2 separate regions of the Mus musculus genome follow, and region 1 is linked to region 2. A link is a contact called in public Micro-C data. All regions are on one chromosome and are shown on one strand. Each heading gives the region's core, a stretch centred on a gene start, on an enhancer-like site or on the middle of the called end of the contact. The rest is flanking DNA. Distances are from core to core; before and after follow the strand shown. Region 1 overlaps Cobl (cordon-bleu WH2 repeat). Region 2 overlaps Ddc (dopa decarboxylase).

Region 1 (5,193 bases), core at 1,399-3,898, 620 kb before region 2:
TGTGTAAAATTATCATTCAGTTCCAAAGCAAAACAAAACAAAATAAAATTCACAGAAATTCTCACAAATAAGAAAACAGACAAAGGAAATGAAAACAACCTTTAAAAATGTTTGGCAGCAGTGTTAGGGATTGAACACATACATGTTCAATCCCTAACATACATGATAAGAACCAATGCCCTTATCATGGAAGTTACGTCCATCCCTGCACTGGTTGGTTTGTAGTCAGTTTTACACTAGTAGAGATATTTTTGAAGAAGAACCTCAAATGAGAAAATGCTCCTATCAGATTGCTTATAGGCAAGATGTAGAGCATTTTTTGACTGAATACTGATGTGAGAGGGCCAGGCTACTGTGAATGGTGCCATCTCTGGACAGGTGGGCCCGGATGTATGGGAAACTCTGATGAGCATGGCCTCAGTTCTTGCCTCCAGGTTCCTGCCTCACGTACGTACCTGTTACCTCCCTGGATGGTGAACTACAAGCTGGAAGATGAAATAAACCCTTTTACTCAAGTTGGTTTTGGTGATTTTTCAGAGCAATGGAAACCCTAAGCCAATCCCAAAAGCCCAAATTTGTTTGTATTGTCATTATTTTAATCAGTTACCTACACCATAAATTTTAAATTTCAACCATGTTTGATTGTTTCAGGGTTAGTTCTTTATCATGTTTCTTTGTGTATTGTGAAGGCTTAACAAAGAAATGATCCATTTCAACTAATGTTCTACTATTTAACAGTTATTTAGTAACTGGATCTTTTAAAAGTAATTTATCAGTGTGTTGCATTTGGGTGTTCCTGCTCTGACTACGTCCATAAAATAGAAGTGAGAACAAGTCTCTACACAAGTAATTATGACCAGGACTGTGCCAGGCGAATGAGTACAAAAGGCTTCAGGAACATTCATGGTTAAAGAACCAATTAGTTCTGCTTAAAGTGTAGGGCCCAGATACATCCAGTTTACTTTTATGAAAGGCTGCCTCATAAAATGTGATGTGTGCTTCACAACTGCAGTCACCATATAGTGTTTCTCTTGCAGCCAGAAATTGTGGTCTGCACCTCTGTTTTCCCTCCCCCCATCCTTTTGCCTGCTGCTGCAATCAATCTATATGTGGGTGTATGTTTGTGGCATTGTGTATAGCAGTGCTCTCTTTTGTCATGCTCTTTTGCTAAACATAATGATATTTACTCTCATGTAGTATGCTGAGATTCACACTCTTTACTGACAGGCCTGATCCATGCACAGATTTGCAACAGTTAGTCTAACCCTTCTTCAACTGATAGACTATTGGATGATTTCCTTTCCTATTTCCTAAAGCTACTGTGACCATTCACATATAAGCTTTGTGTGACACATATCTCCCCAGCCCTCTTGAGTGAATATTAGGAGAGTATTCACTCAAGAGGCTGGGTCACATGATTTGGTGCGCTTTTAATGTTTAAGGGACTGCTAGGCTGTTGTACATTTCACCAGCTATGGACAGGAATTATAGTTGCTGGACAGCTTTGTTTGTTTTGTTGTTGTTTTTTTTAAACCATTTTAAGTGTATGAAATTTATTGAATTTTATATGTAAGTGGCTTTGTTTTAGAATGTGATATATGTTTAGTAGCTTTCTGCAGACAGGCATAACCTTCTTTATGAGTGACTTCGCAAGCATGGGCTGTGTGGAAAGTGTGTGAGGCTTAGCCCTCTCCTCCCAGGTTTGCGGAGTAAAGTATTAGTCTGTGGTTCTAATTCTCAAGTGGCTCAAGTCCTTGAGCCAAGGTGTCTTCTCTCCAATTTCTAGTATTCCTTGTACTGGCTATCTAGCTGATGATTCGTGCACACCTTATAATCAACCTAGCCACTGCTGAGGCTGGGTTTAGTGTTAGGCGTTGGTGACCTGGCTCTTTAGAGAGCTGTATGCTGTTGCTATGGGTGAGGTGTCACAAGAGGAACAGGCACTGAAACTTCAGGGGAGGCCCTTGTTAGGGGAAGTACCAGGGCCTTCCTCAGAAGATTGGTGGACACACATGGTGAGGAGCATGTGCCTGCCAGCATAAAGGCAGGCAGTATATCTGAAATGAATTGCCATTCAGATATTAATGGCTAGTGTTATTATTTTAGTATTTCAGTCCTCCTGAAACTTAGAAAGAACAGAAAAGACTGATCATGTGAGGAGTGTTGCTGGGAATAATCTGGGATCGTAGGGGAGCCCCAGAGGGTTCGACCGTGCTGAAGACAGGCTTTCCATTTATTTTCAGAAAGGCAACCTTGCACACCCTTAAGTGCCCTTTCTCTGTATATTTATGCTTATCTTTGTGGGCGGGGGTGCAGTTAAACTTATTTAACACAACATTTAAAGAAAGACTAAGCAGAAATCTTTCAATGATAAGAGTTTTTGCTTGTTTTTAATGAAGTAGGCTCCTTAAACTGACATTTTATGTTTCACATGATCTCTGCTGGGAAGATCTCAGTGATGAAGGTCAGGGTGGGGGTAATCCAGTCTGCCTTGGAACCCAAGTGTCCCAGAGATCAACAGCCAGATTTCCAAGCAAAAGAAACGGTGCTTTGTCTTCTGGTAGCCAACAGCACATGACGCTCGTAATGCTATTGTGGCTTAGCCTTCTATTGTCTTTGGGATTGGTATGTGCGTGTTTGATTGTGTTTGCTCAATGTAATTGTGAACCCTGAACAATCATTGCTTCTCCAGGTCAGGTGGAAGTCCTTCCATTCTGAGGTGAGGCTGTGTAAATTAGCACCCTACTTCCCAGCATCTTCTGAAGGGGTGTCTTCCAACACAGTCTTCTTGCTCCGGTTCTGCTGTTTTTTCTGTACCCCATTTGTTTTCCCAAGGTTTTAATGGGGCCAATTTGCAAGGATGGTAATACAAACAGAAGTAGTATGGCAAGCCAAACAAACAAGCAGATAGAATGAAGGAGCCTTTAACTATGAGCACAAAGCAGTGTGTTGTGCAAATCAGTTTTGTCTAAGCATTTCTAACAAGTGGTGCATGAGGAAAACAATAATTTCCATTATCCCGGTTATTGAAAGTAGGACATATTCCAGTTGCTCAGAGGAGGCGTCACTTTCTCTGGCACTGAAAGGTAATTACTTGCAGTTGTTTGTTCGAGTCACTATACTCCCAACTATTTTGTGGCTTGCTGAAAGTGTTTACTCAGGATTTCCAGACCCTGAACGTGCACCTACTGTATTCGAGTGTGAGAAGTGTCTGATGGGGTAGTGTAAGTGTCTGTGGAAACAGACTGCTGTGAGCACAGGGCTCCACTGAGCATCACAGAGCCAAGAGCATAGCACTACCTGTACTGGGCTCAGTGGCCGGGGTGCTGAAAGTTCTGGTAGAGAATCATAAGAGGAGCAAGTAAGAGGGCATCTGATGAGATTGATTTATTTACAGATGGCAAGAAATCAGCATTGCATAAAGGGAGGCCAACGGAGAGAGGATCTGGGCAGGATCTCTCCTAGAGGTCACACAGCTGTATAGCCCACCAGGAGCCCTGGCTAGAGGAGGCATTGGAAGAATATGAAGGATCAGTGGATCCTATATTAGAAAACTGTACCCTGGCAGCAGTGGAGTGGTACTAAGAGACAAAGGCTTAGACTGTGGCAATTGCTTAGACAGAAGATAAAGCAGATTCTGAGTTGCCTCGGGAAGGAGGCTGTGGGTTGGGAGGGGATTTAGGCTACCCATCACTAATAGAACAGAGAGCTACTGCACATGGGAACTGGGGAAGGAAAGGGACTTCTGGGTTCTGTTTGTGTGTTATGACTTTTTGGTCATGAGCTCACAGATGCCTTTGCAAGCAATATAATCCTATCACACAATAGGTATTCTTCAGAGGACAGGACAGGTCCAGTTCAGCCTTACTTCGTGGAGACTCACTGAGTCACCTAGCCAGAAGGGTGGAGGCTGGCCTGCAGCCAGAGCTGCCAGCTCCCTGGGCCATGGTGGTTGTTGACTCAGGTCTGTAATTTCAGCCATCCGTTTGGGGTAAGGATCCAGGTGATTCTTTCATATAGATTGAGAATGCAGCGAAGAGCTGCTGAGCAGAGCCTACCTGGAGTGCTCAGCAGGACCGGGTGCCTATGAGTCCACACTTCTGAATGGAACGTGGAGATCTCCAAATGGGCCAGAGACTAACTCTGATTAAAAGTTGCTAAAGCCACAGCAGAAACTGACACTGCCTGTCTCAGTTTTATCACCTATCTATCTGGTGGGTCTCACCTTCCCTCTTCCCTAAGGATACGGTGACATAGAGGATTAAGAATTTTCCCAGGGCCTGGATGCTAAGAAGATAGCTCAGGTGGTAATGTGCTTGCTGCACAAGTGTGTGGTCTAATACTCATGTAGAAAGCTGGACATATTGGTATGCTTCTGTGACCCCAAGGCTGCTGGGGAAGGCAGAAAGTGAACAGGATAACTCCAGGAGCTAGCTCTTTAGCACAATCAGTGAGCTTCATGTTCAGTGAGAGATCATGTTTGAAAAAAAGAAAGTTGAGAGTGGTAGAGGAAGATAGGATATGAAATTCTAACCTCTGTTAATGCATAAACAGCTACATTTGCACCCTCAGGCAAATGACACCCATGCATATACACATACAACAAACACACATGTATGTAACACACACGTGCACACACATGCACACACACACACACACACACACACACACACACACACCTATGGTTAGGGTTGTCAACATACAGGAAGCCCAGTTAAGTGAGAATTTCAGATGAAAAGCAAAACTTAAAACTAAATACATATCCGAACTATTCATTGTTTATCTGAAGTTCACTTTGAAACAGGCATCTTGTATTTTTGCCTACTGTCCTACCGTGCACTTGATTCAGTTTTCTGAAAGTCCAAACTGACTAAGAATAGTACAGACTGAGCCGGGCGTGGTGGCGCATGCCTTTGATCCCAGCACTCTGGAGGCAGAGGCAGAGGGATTTCTGAGTTCAAGGCCAGCCTGGTCTACAAAGTGAGTTCCAGGACACCCAGGGCTATACAAAGAAACCCTGTCTCGAAAAACCAATAAATAAGTAAGTAAATAAATAAGTAAATAAATAAATAAATAAATAATAAATAAATAAATGACACCCAGGGCTATACTGAGAAACCCTGTCCCAAAAAAAACAATAAATAAATAAATAAATAAATAAATACCACAGATTTAATAAATAAACAGCCTAAA
Region 2 (5,806 bases), core at 2,600-5,099:
TAATCAAACTCTGAGGTGCCAAGGGCTCCCTACTGTGCTGTTGCTGTCACACACACACCCCCACCACATTCCGGAGCAGGAGGCCACAAGAGGCAGCTTCTAAATGTGTTCTGACAGACATATTAGGTGGCTTTGCCGTAAGCATCTCTGCCACGTCCATCAAGGGTCGGTCTTCACAGCCCACGTGGCCCTTTTTTCTGCCTTCTGCCTGTACTTGGGGCAGCGTCCTGGGGAGTGCTAGGGCAGAGTCAGAGAAGAGCCAGCCTCTTGGACAGGATCGTAGTCTTGGCAGTCTTTCCTCTACTCACTTTACTTCTTTCTCCATTTTTTTTTTTTTTTAATATTCACCACAAATGTTTTCTGGATTTTGAAAACACCAGGATGTCCCAGCTTTGCTCTGGAAAGGAATTTGGAACCGCAAGTAATGCTGGGAGGTTTCTTCCAAGAATAGAAGCCAAGCCGGGCTGGGAACATGAGGGGCCCACTGCATCTGCTGTCTCTCTCAGAACACGAAGGGGCCCACTTCATCTGCTGCCTCTCTGACTAAAAAAAAAATCTGACCTGGCTTATTTGCTGGGTGGGGAGGCGGGTGTGCATGGTGAACACAAGACACTATCAAAGCATCTTGTCCGAAGTAGTGTGTCTAAATTCTTGGGGCAGTATGTCAGCCACTGATAATAAGGGGTAGCAGGATTGCCTCTCCTAGACACAGAGTACCCTTCCTTCTTCTGATGACAGCTGCAGGCTGGCAGGTGCAGGTTACCAGGGAATCTTCATCCTATCTTCTCCCAGGCCAGAGTCTCATGGAAGCTTGTGCTATGGGGAAAAGCTAGGACTTGTGCAGCTATGGGTATGGCCAAGAGAACACTCCATTTTCTCCTTTAACTTTGTACAAGCTAGCCCTATTTAGGATCCAAGTTACCTTTTAGAAAGCACAATTTAAGGGATACTATAAGAATAATATTAAAAGTAGTTTGAGGATAAGATCACTTAAAATCTTTTCATCCTGACACTTCTGTGGGCTTTGGATTTGTATTACTCTTGTGGGGGGTACAAATGCCAGACTTTTGAGAGGAAAAGCTCTACGTTAAACAGAGCTTGGCAAGTCTGTCAGCAATTGTCAGCAGACCCTCCATTGTTTTAAGTGAACTTGGCATGAGGTCAGATGTCCCCTTCCCCACAATGGTACTTAAACTGTGCAGAAGCAAAATGGAAAAACAAACAAACAAACAAAAAAACCCCGCACATCCTATGGCCTTATTGTCTCATTCTGATTTTATATACTTGGTAAAAGTTGCAGGACTGCTGCATAATAATTCAGGAAAACCAGAGGCCTTCATAAAGAAACAGTTTAATAATAAGGAATTAAACTAGGGAGTAAAGTCTGATGGCGCACACCCTTAACCCCAGAACTCAGGAGGCAGGGGCAGGAGGTTCTCCTAGCCTACCAACCTAGCCTACTAAGTCCATGCCAGCTGGGGCTACATAATGAGACTGTGCCTCAAACAAAAAGCAATTATACCATAGGCATACAAGTATAGGGGAAACAGCATATATACATTTGGTGTTGTCTCAGATTTCATGATTCAGGGAGGAACGACTGCATTTAAAAATAAACTCTGTGTTCCTAGAAGCAGCACGGAGCTCACTCTTAATTGTAGCTAAAGCTAATTCTTAGTGGGCTCTGTGATGGTAGACAGCGGGCGAGTTTAGGGTGCTTTTCCCAACTGTAGAACACCACCCAGAAGGGAGACTGCGCTTTCTCTCCAGGAGACTGGAGCCTCCGGACTAGATAAGAAGTAAAGAGCTCCCCTCCCCCAGCCCGCCCTTTGTAAGCCCAAGTAAAAGAATTTCAAAGAAAGCCAGGAAGTAGTGCAAGGCCATCCTCCCGACAGGCCTGTGTCTCATGCCTGCCCTTTCCTACGTGCTTTTATTGCATTTCCAACCATCATCCATCACCATCAAGAAGAATGTGAGGAGCCAGTGTGAACAGCCTGTCAGATGACCGTCTGGAAAAGCTAGGAGAAGCAGAGGCAGGCTTCTTTGGTAAAAGGGTATTAGGGGTCACTCCCCAGAGGTCAGTGAGACAAAGGCGCTGATACTGTTTCAGAGTGCAGCTTCAGTGCATCCAGGCAGAGAAAGGCAGACACACAAGGAGTTCAGCACCCTCTCTCTGCCTGGATGACCTCCTGCCCCCTCGGAAGCTGCCTAGGGCAGGACCACATCATTCCTATTTCTTCCTGGAGTGCCTCCTCTGGGGTGTACTCAGCAGACATTTGTGCGTTGAAAATGGTAAACTTCAGTGCCTCTCGTTCAGTGTTTCTTCTGTCCTCATCTCCACAGGATGTGAAGGCAGCTTCTCCCTCTCTTCTCCCCAGCTCACACAACAAGTTGTACGCCTTCCCGGCTGGGAAACGGCCATTCTATAGGAAACTGGCTGCTTCCAGAAGAAACCGGCTGACTGGGAAGCTGAAAAGGAGCCTGGCTGTTTGCACTGTTCTCACTGACGGGTTCTTTATATTTTATTTCAGCACTGGCAGATCCCACTGGGGCGACGATTTCGCTCTTTGAAAATGTGGTTTGTTTTTAGAATGTACGGAGTCAAGGGGCTGCAGGCTTACATCCGAAAGGTGACTGCCTTCTTTGTTTATCTAATGTTCTAACGGTCGGTCGTAGGAAACTCAGAAACGAATTCAGGTGTCTTTGTAAGCAAACACCATCATGCATTGCCTAACAACAGGGATAAGCTCTGAAAAGTACATCATGAGGCCCTTTCATAAACATGAGGGCATCAGAATTTTCATATACAAGCAGAGACAGACAATTTCCTAGAAGGGACAGGCCTTTGGGGACAGAGGAATGGATGTGATAAGTTATTCTCCCCCAGTGAAACGAGTCAATTCAAACCAGGTTTGAATAAAGGCAGGTTTCTTGGGAAGCAGCTCTGGGGCGAGTTCACTGGTCCCAAGGAACGAGGCGCCACGAGGAGCGAGACAGAGGGGAGGGGGAAGAGAAAGCGAGAAAGAGCATGCGCGTTCAGGGAGAGAGAATGCAGAGAGGGGGGAGTGAGGGGGAGCGAGAGGCCAAAATGTCTGGATTACATAGGAAAGAGCTTCTGGGGGAGGGGAGGGGAGGGGAGGGGAGGGGAGGCCCAGCCCGGGGCTGGAAAGTTCAGGCTGGAAAGAGAGTGAGAGCAGCCATGATCTGCTGTTGTCTGAAAGAGCGTTTTTTTTTTTTTTTTTTTTTTTTTTTTCCTTAAGCACAGCGTTGGAATCAGGCAGTAGTTTGGGCCTTTACGATTAAGGCACTCACAAACTGGTTCTATGTATCTTCTAAGACACTTTCATTAGAATATAGGTTATCAGCTCCAGGAAGTTAATTAAAAGCAGTGTGTAAATTTAATGTTTTCCACGTATCCATCCAGCAGTAATTTTGACGGAGCAATACTAGTAATGAGAGCATAATGTTTTTCTCCCCCACTACCGCCAAACAAAATGAAATAAAACAAGCAAGCAAACGAACAACAGCAGCAACAACAACCCAAACCTCCCAAACTAAGAAAACCTTTGAGTTGGTTGGGATAGATACCATCTAGTCCTTTTGTCTCAAGGAGGCTTTCTGGGCAGTATGGAACTTCGGTTCCAATAAGCCACCCAGTCACTATGATGTGCCTTAAAGTAGCTTGAGGAGCCGCTTATTATTCTAAGTCCTACTACCCTACTTTTTTTGTTTGTTTGTTTGTTTCCAGGCTAAGCCCTGAGTATGAGCCAGGACATGTCTACCCATTTAGTCAGATGCAGAGGGCCCAGTGACTTCAGCTGAGTCCTTTCTAAGCCACAACATCATCTTGATGAGGCAAGCATGCCTGTGGTTTCCAGCCTGTGGTGGTGACAGCTTTCCCCTTAAGTCCCACTGCATTACCAGATGTGCAGCTAAAGGCAGGGGCTGAGTGTCTCGGGCCCTCTTCTATGACAGGATGCAGAAAAGCAGTTGTTAGAAGAGTACCCGTGTCTCTTCTAAACTGGCATCTGTCCAGGTCACAAAACTGTTGTAAGGAAATGTATGCAAACATTGAGCAGTGTAAGAAGCTACACAGGGGAAAGAACTAGAAACCTAGAGTGTGTGTAGATTTCTAGATAGTCCCTGATCCAATTGCAAACGGGATAAGGAGGGTGAGTCAACTTGTGTGTAATAAGAAAGAAACCCCAAGTGGTTTATCAGTCAAAGGTGGTGATGACTCTCAGTTCAGGACAGCTCACTGCGATTAGCTTGTGCCAGGTTAAAGACACACCACACCTCTTTCTGGAAAGGCCCCAATCCAGCCTTCACAGGAGACCATAGGAATGGTCAAAGATGGCGTTCCTAGGCTTGAGCTAATTGAAGAGCATTTTAGTCCTGAATCTTTGGTGCCCTCTGGTGGGAAGACTTGAGACAATTGCTTCTGTGGCATCTATGACCAAACAAGCTGTGTGTGCTTCAGCTCCTCTAAAGGATGGGCCTTGTGGAAGGTAGTGCTGGATGCCAGGAGGCTCCAATTAGCTAAGTGTGCCCTTGGAGAGTGAGCAAATGTTCATATGTGGTTTTAATCAGTTTTTGAATTCTTTAAACATCTAGAGATTAAATAAGTTGGTGTATTCAATGCGATCACATAGCGTTTTCTTTTTCCTTTTAATTATTTTATTATTTTGGAGCTAGGGTCTCAGTATGTAGCCTTGGTTGGCCTGGGGCTCAGTATGTCGATCAGGTTGGCCTCAGGCTCAGTATGTCGATCAGGTTGGCCTGGGGCTCAGTATGTCGATCAGGTTGGCCTCAGGCTCATAGAATCTTCCAGGTGCTGTGATTACAGGCACACACCATCACACCAGAGGGGACACAGCTCTTGAATGTGGCAGGTTAGGGTGATTCCTGTCTGTAAGTTGGAATCAGGCTGGGATCACTATCCCATTTACTGCAGAAGTGATACCCCAGTGTACACATCAGATGCAGCTGATGTGAATCTCAGCTGAGCCCAGGTATGACTGAGGCCTACGCTATGACACTTGTTCTTGCAGGGTCTCAGTTTCCTATCTACAAATTAATAAAGCTATCATGAGGAGGTCAAGGTGGCCTTTTTTTCTTTTAGAATCTTCAACTACTTCTTTATAATGTTTATTATAAAATTATAAACGGAAGGGGGTTAAAACATAGATCCATGGACAGAAGAAAATGAGGTTTTTTTTTTTTTTTTTTTTTTTTGAGGAAGCTGGAATCCTTGTGGTATAGGGCAGATGAGTTTCTTCTCAACCTATGTGGGAAATGCTGGTGAGGATGCAGGACATTGCTCAGCGCATGTGAATGACTAATAGATGTGCAGCCCTATAAGGTACTGGGTGGCCAGGGTTAGGCTAAAGTTGTGATGAGAAAGACAGCAAGTTTCCCTTCCCTTTTTCCAGCACGTGGAGCTGTCTCATGAGTTTGAGTCACTGGTACGCCAGGACCCTCGCTTTGAAATTTGCACAGAAGTCATTCTTGGGTTGGTCTGCTTCCGGCTAAAGGTATGTTATGCCAGTGTCAGCCATCTTTGTTTTTGTTGAACACAATAAAGTATTATTCAGGACATCCACAAGCAAAGTTGTGTACCAGTTGCCAAGGGCTACAGAACATGACCTGTGGTGCTAAGCAGGCCGCGCTGGCTGGCTGACTGGCCCAGTAGACTCTCCTCCATGGACTTGCTGCCCAGTTTCCTCTGATGTGATTGGATGCTTTCCTCTTGACCCAATGCCAAGAGTCCATCCAATACCTCTGGAACTGTAATCCTCTGCTGAGT

The links. A called contact is a pair of places that touch in the nucleus more often than the background predicts.
Region 1: a Micro-C map of embryonic stem cells shows a contact between it and region 2, with 3 times the contacts expected there. The contact joins two enhancer-like sites. A contact is called at or near these places in 1 of 39 promoter capture datasets (cranial neural crest), 2 of 484 Hi-C or Micro-C datasets (embryonic stem cells and muscle stem cells) and 4 of 115 datasets of contacts at active chromatin or transcription factors (astrocytes, embryonic stem cells and pancreatic cancer cells).

Annotation. Positions count from the first base shown.
Region 1 is chr11:12,441,191-12,446,383 of GRCm38.p6, reverse strand. All of the region lies in intron 1 of Cobl (cordon-bleu WH2 repeat), which reads left to right. Among named protein-coding and RNA genes, the nearest start is that of Cobl, 21 kb to the left of the region's middle. Within about 2 kb of position 2,648, at least 39 of the 459 cell types and tissues checked have an H3K27ac peak or open chromatin away from gene starts, as enhancers often do. A contact at or near this core is called in embryonic stem cells and muscle stem cells, where this site is marked.
Region 2 is chr11:11,819,019-11,824,824 of GRCm38.p6, reverse strand. Ddc (dopa decarboxylase) reads left to right here. Exons shown (of 15, transcript NM_001190448.1): 12 at 2,532-2,630; 13 at 5,433-5,534. Among named protein-coding and RNA genes, the nearest start is that of Fignl1, 13 kb to the right of the region's middle. Within about 2 kb of position 3,849, at least 209 of the 459 cell types and tissues checked have an H3K27ac peak or open chromatin away from gene starts, as enhancers often do. A contact at or near this core is called in embryonic stem cells and muscle stem cells, where this site is marked.